2 separate regions of the Mus musculus genome follow, and region 1 is linked to region 2. A link is a contact called in public HiChIP or PLAC-seq data. All regions are on one chromosome and are shown on one strand. Each heading gives the region's core, a stretch centred on a gene start, on an enhancer-like site or on the middle of the called end of the contact. The rest is flanking DNA. Distances are from core to core; before and after follow the strand shown.

What was found. HiChIP or PLAC-seq counts read pairs in DNA pulled down with a chosen protein or histone mark.
Region 1: a contact with region 2 is called in a FOXA1 HiChIP or PLAC-seq map of pancreatic cancer cells. The contact joins the enhancer-like site here to the promoter of Xrcc1 in region 2. A contact is called at or near these places in 2 of 39 promoter capture datasets (the HPC-7 cell line and cranial neural crest) and 3 of 115 datasets of contacts at active chromatin or transcription factors (bone marrow-derived macrophages, embryonic stem cells and pancreatic cancer cells).

What each region holds. Positions count from the first base shown.
Region 1 is chr7:24,803,593-24,807,163 of GRCm38.p6, forward strand. No RefSeq gene overlaps it. Among named protein-coding and RNA genes, the nearest start is that of Ceacam10, 28 kb to the left of the region's middle. Within about 2 kb of position 1,654, at least 26 of the 459 cell types and tissues checked have an H3K27ac peak or open chromatin away from gene starts, as enhancers often do. A contact at or near this core is called in pancreatic cancer cells, where this site is marked.
Region 2 is chr7:24,544,597-24,548,050 of GRCm38.p6, forward strand. It overlaps Xrcc1 (X-ray repair complementing defective repair in Chinese hamster cells 1), which reads left to right and starts at 2,103. Exons shown (of 18, transcript NM_009532.5): 1 at 2,103-2,239; 2 at 2,397-2,763; 3 at 3,194-3,286. The coding sequence starts at 2,713. Pinlyp (phospholipase A2 inhibitor and LY6/PLAUR domain containing) reads right to left here and starts at 1,409. Exons shown (of 5, transcript NM_001037143.2): 1 at 1,328-1,409; 2 at 335-451. The coding sequence starts at 1,397.

The DNA of each region.
Region 1 (3,571 bases), core at 404-2,903, 260 kb after region 2:
GAAGTGGGGGGGGGAGGGCTGGGGGAGGAGAGGACGCAGACAGATGGGGGAGGCACTGAAGAACGGGAGCAAGTCAGAACAAAGTCAGCCCAATGACACCGACGCAGAGATCCAGAATGAACCCACTGCTCTGTGTGATGACTTTTGGTGTTGGTTTCAAGTCAGTCTCTCTGTGTAGCCCTGGCTGTCCTGGAACTCACTCTGTAGGCCAGGATGGTCTCAAACTCAGAAATCTGCCTGCCTCTGTCCCCTGAGTGCTGGGACTAAAGGTGTGCACCACCACTGCCAGGCTACATGGTGTCTTAAATTTTTAATTTAAAGGAAAAAAATAATAACAAGGAAAAACTCACAGGGGCTGGAAAGATGGCTCAATGTTTAAGAGCACTGGCGGCTCTTCCAGAGGTCCGGAGTTCAAATCCCAGCAACCACATGGTGGCTCACAACCATCTGTAGTGAGATCTGATGCCCTCTTCTGGTGTGTCTGAAGACAGTTTCAGTGTACTCACATATAATAATAAATATATAAATCTTTTAAAGAAAGAAAGAGAGAGAATATCAGAAAAAAAGGAAAGAAAAGCTCACAATCTAGATTTTAAAACTCCAGAGACCATATTCTTGTATGTGTGTGTGTGTGTGTGTGTGTGTGTGTGTGTGTGTATTAGAGAAAGAGAGAGAGAGAGAGAGATGTCAATCTCCACACTGTAGTTCCACCATCTTGTAAAGATTCTTGAGAAAAAACGGAAGCCTTAAGATACAGTTTAGACTGTGCCCTTCAGAATGAAATAATACAATTAAGCTACAATTTGAAAAACTATCAACAAAGCTAAGCTGTGTCTATGTTTCCAGGTGGTAGGATGAAGAAACCCATTTTCCCTGCTTTACAATTTTCCATAATAAACCACCTGCAGAATCACACTTTTTCTTGACCGTCAGTCTGCCTTCCGTGGACTTCCATTCACAGAGCCCCTGAGCACTTAGCAAATATGCACCGAATGAACTGATCTGTAGGAGCGAGCACCTATCCCCTCACCGGGAGCAGGAAACACTAATGAGGCTCACAGTAAAAGCTCCATTTGGAAGATTCGGAAAGACAACTTCTCCTTGCCCAGACAAGCACTTGCCTTGCCGCCTGCAAACGCTCCGAATAATTCTTGCGAGAAGATTTTGCAAGTTGGGAAACTACAAGAAGAATTTGCAGCCAGGGGCGTGCAGCTGTGGCCTCAGCTACTTAGGAGTCAGAGACAGGAGGATTCATTCCTTGAGACTAGGATTGGGGGACCTGTCTGGGTAACACCTCTTATACACGAGACATTGACAAATCCTGAATCTACAGAGAAGCAGTAAGAGGCCACAGTTATTTTTTTGTCCTACTGGACAAATAAAGAACAAGAATGATGTAAAACTGGAGTTCATCCAATAGCCGCTCCTTTCCTGGAGCTGGAGAGATGACTAGGCAGTTAAACAAACAGGCCGCTCTAATGGAGGTCCTAGGCTCAGGTCCCAGCTCGGAAGCACCAGTTTCAAGGGATCCACTGTGTCCTTCTGACCTCCAAGGGCACCAGGTTCTGCAGGACCGGTCCTGCCCGGGATTCAGCAGCTCATAGGTGGGGTAGATGTTGTAGCAGACCAGCTCCAAGCCCCGGATCTGTATCTGGGTGACAGCTGAGTTCCTCAGTCCGGGAGCTGCCCTGCACTGCCCAGCTCCCCACACTGACATGGGATAGATTTTTGTGTGGTGGTTCCAGTTCTGGGAATAAGAGTAACAGATGAGGAGAAAAGTCATAAAAACAAGTTTATTTAAAAACTAGGATTGGGATTTGCAAGGGTGGGACTGGGAGCAGAGGGGGAGGGCTGTGATCTGGATGTAACGTAAAAGAAAATAAATTATTGGATGAAAATAAAACAACATATGTTTGATAACTGGGATATTAAATCTGTACTTACATTCATCTGTATGCCTGGAAAAAAATACAAATTGAAAGTTTGACAGGTGGAGAATGTAGGCAATTCTCTCTTTTACCTTTGTAATGTTCTCTAATATCAAGCCTGAGCAACCAAAAATGTGGGGGGAAACACTGAAAGGGTTATAATGATTAAAAACTTAACTATTTTTATTAGTCAATCAAGGCAACATAAGCAAGATCTTGTTTACTGTGTTTAGTAATTATTTGTTATTTTATTTTATTTTTCTCTCATATAATACATTCCAAGCACACCTCCCCTACCTCCCACCTCCCCACCTCCCCCTCTCCCCCAGACACATATCTCCTTCACTTCCTTTCAGAAAAGAGCAGGTCTGCCAGTGGCATCAACTGAACTAAGCAGAGAAAGATGCCAGCCATAGGGCTAAATACAGTCCCTTATGTCAAAGCTGGACAAGGCAGCCCAGTAGGAGGGGAAAATGGCTATTACAGATCTTCTGGATGTTGGTTTTATCTCAGGATAACCAAAAATGCCTGCCCTTGAATCTTTTCAAAATTCATTGAGTCTGCAAGTGTCAGCGGTTGCATATATGTCAAGGTTCTTCTAGTAATTTTGCCAATTCTAGTTTTCACTTCAAGTCAAAGGTTATGGCCAGATACACACCAGAGCTAACAGAATACACCAGCTCGGGACCCGGAGGACTAGGCCTGAGAAATCAATTTAAAGGGCCAAGAAAGAAAAGCACTGCCAGAAGTAGAGCCAAGTAAGAATTGTCAGAAGAAAAAAAAAATCAGCCCAGGTCACCTCCTGTCTCGGGGCTGCTTGACTCTGGCTGGGTTTTGATGCCAACTAGACAGTCACTATCAGGGACTGGCATCCCTGGGTGGATCTTCTGATTAAAACCATGGCTTTAAAGAGACCAACAGGTTTAATGTCATGAGATAGGATATAGCCAGGGTTGTGGACACTGAGAAACAGAGATGTATGTTACTGATGATAAAGAATATCAGAGGCTCAAGAAACAGAGTGAACTAGGATTAGAAAGGATAAAAGAAAATTTTAACGTGTGGGGAGGAGACGAGAAGGTAACAAGCTAGGACCACCGCTAGAACACCCAGACCTGAGCTCCTCATGTCTTCTGATGCAGAACGACCATGGCCTATACAGTTTGTCTCTCCTTACCTAAGTCTGCTCAGGCCCACAGAAGCTGACTTGAACTTGGATATCTGGCCTCTTTGTCTTTGCTAACTTGTTCAGCTTTAGCCATTTGGAGAAACTGAGATAAACAATGTTTATTTGGATAAACTGAGACATACAAGAAACTGTGATAGTCTATGATGGTGCACCACGAGAGGATCAAAAAAAGTTCAGGTTCCCGATCTCGCTGTGGACTATATGTGTGGCTTTACAAAGTCCCAGCCTCTCTATGAGTTGTATTTATGATTGAAAGTCTTATTCTGATAGTAGAATAGCTTCAATTCAAGAACTCTAATTTTCTCAGCTATAGTCAGGACATGCATGTTAATAGCCTTATAAATGATCAAATTCTTTAACGCTCTCAGAACTCAGCTTGTAGTCCTGATACGAACAAATGCAATTCACTGACAGGGATAGAAGCTTTATTTCACCTTCTGTATCTGTGTTCAAG
Region 2 (3,454 bases), core at 853-3,352:
GCTACTTTCTTGTGTCCTCTCATAGTTACCTCACCAAGCTCCTCATATTTTATGTGCATGAGTATATATATGTAAGTGCTTTACAAGTGTGCAATACCAGTGGTAACCAGAAGAGGGCATAAAATCCCCCGAGATTTTAGTTACAGACCATTGTGAGCCACCATGTTGGTACTGGGAATTGAACTCTGGTCCAGTGAAATTGACTGGCGCTTTATCTCTTCCTTCTTCCATTTCAACCCTCCCCTGATTTTCTTCCTACATTTCACTGTGACTATCCCCCACCTACAGTTAGAGGTCCCTCCCAATCCCTTCCGCTGAAGCCACACCCTCCTACTTGTGCTGGACTCGCTCACTAGGACCACGCATGCGTCTTTGCCGTCTTCACAGGTCTTCATCTTCCCGCTGCATGTGTGCCCCGAGCCTTTGCACACCTCACAAGTTAGAGGGCACCCTGCAGCAAGGAGAGTGGAGAACAGGGTATATGGTCATGGTTAAAGAAGGTCTTCAGACCGTGACTTGGGCTTTGGAGAGGTGACTTTTGGGGAGGGACCGGGCTCTTTCTAGTTTTCCATGGGTGGGACATTGAGAACTGTCCAGGGAACTGGCTATAGAGTCAAGGAAGCCGTGGCGATGCCAGTGAAGTGGCGTCCAGGGCAGGAAATGACTCTACCACAGAGCCTGTTTTACTTAATAATTACAAGGCTTGGGGACTTTGGATGCCAGGGTCCCCTGAGCAAGCTCAGACGCAGGGATAGTGGCAGAGGTGCTATGGAGCTTTTGCAAAATTTCAGGTCCAGCTGGTTCTTGGGGTGTGGAACTTCCCTCCCTTAGGAAGGTACCACGGAAGTCTGGCAGCTCAGGCAGAGGTACCTGACTCTGAGGTCTGGGTCCTACATTTGAAAGGGAGACTGAGGCCCAGAGGTATCGCTGGCATCAGTTCCTTGGTCCTGACAGAGGAGGAACCTAGCCATTTGGGTCACAGGGACAGTGAAGCTGGCTTGGAGTACTGTGTCTAAGTAAAAGAGTAAGATGAGGTCCTGAATCCCTCTAGGTCCAGAGAGAAAGGCCATCTCTCTCCTTATTACTAATTTTAAAGTTTGCCTTTGATGGCCAAGCTCTCTCATCTGCTTTCCTAGAATTCAGATGTCATGTTCTGAGGCCCTTCCTAGAGGACAGACCATGCAGGGCCCATCAAGCCTTCTCAGACCCCAGGTTTTCACCTCTTTATTCTCCTAAATCTCATTTCTCAGGCTATCCCTCTCTTGAGGACATTGCCCAATGCCCTCTGAGGTACTGGGGAAGAGGACCAGGTCCCTTTGTCACTTACCGAGACCCAGGAGGGTACAGAGCAGTGTGAAGGCCAGCAGGAAGGTCCTGTGTCTTCTAAACAGAATCATGGTGTGTGAACCTGTAGTCCCAGGTCCTCAGCCCTTATAAGAAGCTGGGGAAGGGCGGGTCTGGTCCCACCTTCACCCTGGGGTGAGAAATAGCTGAGCTCAGAACCCATGGGAGTCTTCCACAGCCTCCGGGTCAGAGCCACGGAACCAGCATCCACAAGAAAACTGAACCACTTGGACCCAGCCCTTTTCTGCACCTGGGCCCAAATTTCTTCCACCTGGACCCAGAAGCTCAGTTATGTATCCAAGCACCTTTTTTTAATTGTTGTTGTTCACAAATCTTAAGGTAGGAGTGGGTCATCTGATTCCCTGAGGGTGCAGAGCAACTTTGGAGACTGGCATCCATCCTCTTCTCCTTTCCCAAGGAGGCGCCCAGCGTAGGTTGGGTCCTAACCGGGGAGCGCCCAGCATGTCTAGACCCGTCCTGCGGGGGCCGGGCGCCTTGTGGCCTTTCCTTTCTCTTTCGTGTGCCTGCCTCACCTTCATGCTTCTGTATTCGAGCTGTGTCCAGCTCCAACCCCACCCAGGGATGTGCCCCTGGGTCTTGAGGGGACTGAACAAAAGAGGTCCTGTCAGCAGACAGAGACGGGCAAAGTTGGAGACAAATGCTTACAAGGCATTGGGGAACCAAGGTATTTGTGGACGCACGCAAGTATATTGTGCACAATTTGTATTAAGATCTTTCTCCCTCTCTTTTGGTGTTAGGTCATGAGCTAAGAGAGGTCTGAGATCTTTGTCGGCCATCTGTCTGTCGATGTTCGTCTCTGTGTGTCCATCCGTCCGTCCGTCTGTTTGTCTGCATTTGGAGAGAGAAGGGGAACAGAGCGTGTCCGCAACAACAGGTGCCAGAGATCTTATTTCAAACAGGATTCAGGCTTCAGGAAACTCTCAGCTTCAGCGTTTCTGAGCAAGGCTCTGGTTTGGTTGGTGACCTCACGGTCCAATGACCAGGGCAAATTACACGTAGGACCCAATCACTGAGGCCGCTCTTGTTGCTAGGTTCCCAGGAAGCCGAGTCTCCACGTTATCAGGCGGCTAGGCCGGAGAGTGGTGGAACCTGAGAGAGGCGGGGCCGGAGGGGGAATGCCTGTTGCTAAGGGAACCCGGCGCCTCGCTCGCGGAGAGGCCCAACCGAGCATGCGCAGTGTTGACGTGTGCGCCGGCGCGCCGCGGTTTGAAAGGCCCGAGCCTTGCGCGCTTGCGCACTGAGTCCCGTGCAGGGCGCGCGCGCTCCCCCAACCTTCTCCGGGGGCCCCCCGGAGCTGCAACCCTTCTTCTTCATTCCCTGGACGGTCGGGCGTCCACGGGCGTGGACATGCCGGAGATCAGCCTCCGCCACGTCGTGTCCTGCAGCAGCCAGGACTCGGTGAGGGGCTGACGTGGGAGCAGCGGGGAGACAGGGGCTTCCTGAGGGATGCTGAGGACTTTGGAAGCGCAAAGGGGGGGGGGGATCTTGGCGGGATTCTGAGCGGGGCTCCGGGTGGGGTTTCCAGAGGCTGGACGTGCATTCCGAGAGAGACGGGCAGTTAGGGAAGTTTGGGGCCACTGTGGAGAGTAAGGAAAAAGAGGGGCCTGGGAAGTTCTAACTGTGAAGAAAAACTCGGTGAAAGGAAAACTCGAGGCAGGGGTGTGTGTATGCGTGTGTGTGTGTGTGTGTGTGTGTGTGTGGTGGGACTGGCGTGAAGTCAAGTGTGGAGAGTCGGCTAGCTCTTGGGAGTTTAAACATTCAAAAATAATCTTATTTTTAAAAGTCAGCTTTATTTAAAGAACTTCCACCTTTCCACCCTTGCCTGCAGACCCATTGTGCCGAAAATCTTCTCAAGGCGGACACTTACCGGAAGTGGCGGGCAGCCAAGGCAGGAGAGAAGACCATCTCTGTGGTCCTACAGGTGATGCTGCCATCTCCCACCTCCTCATTCCCGGGGCAGTGAGACCCCCGCTCACATTCCACTGCCAGCTGGCTGGAGGTTGAGTCGTTTCCTTTCTGTAGTAGAGAGCTTGCTCGGCTAACTTGCCTGGAAAATGGGCTTAGAAATCCCTGTGCCTCCAGGAATCCT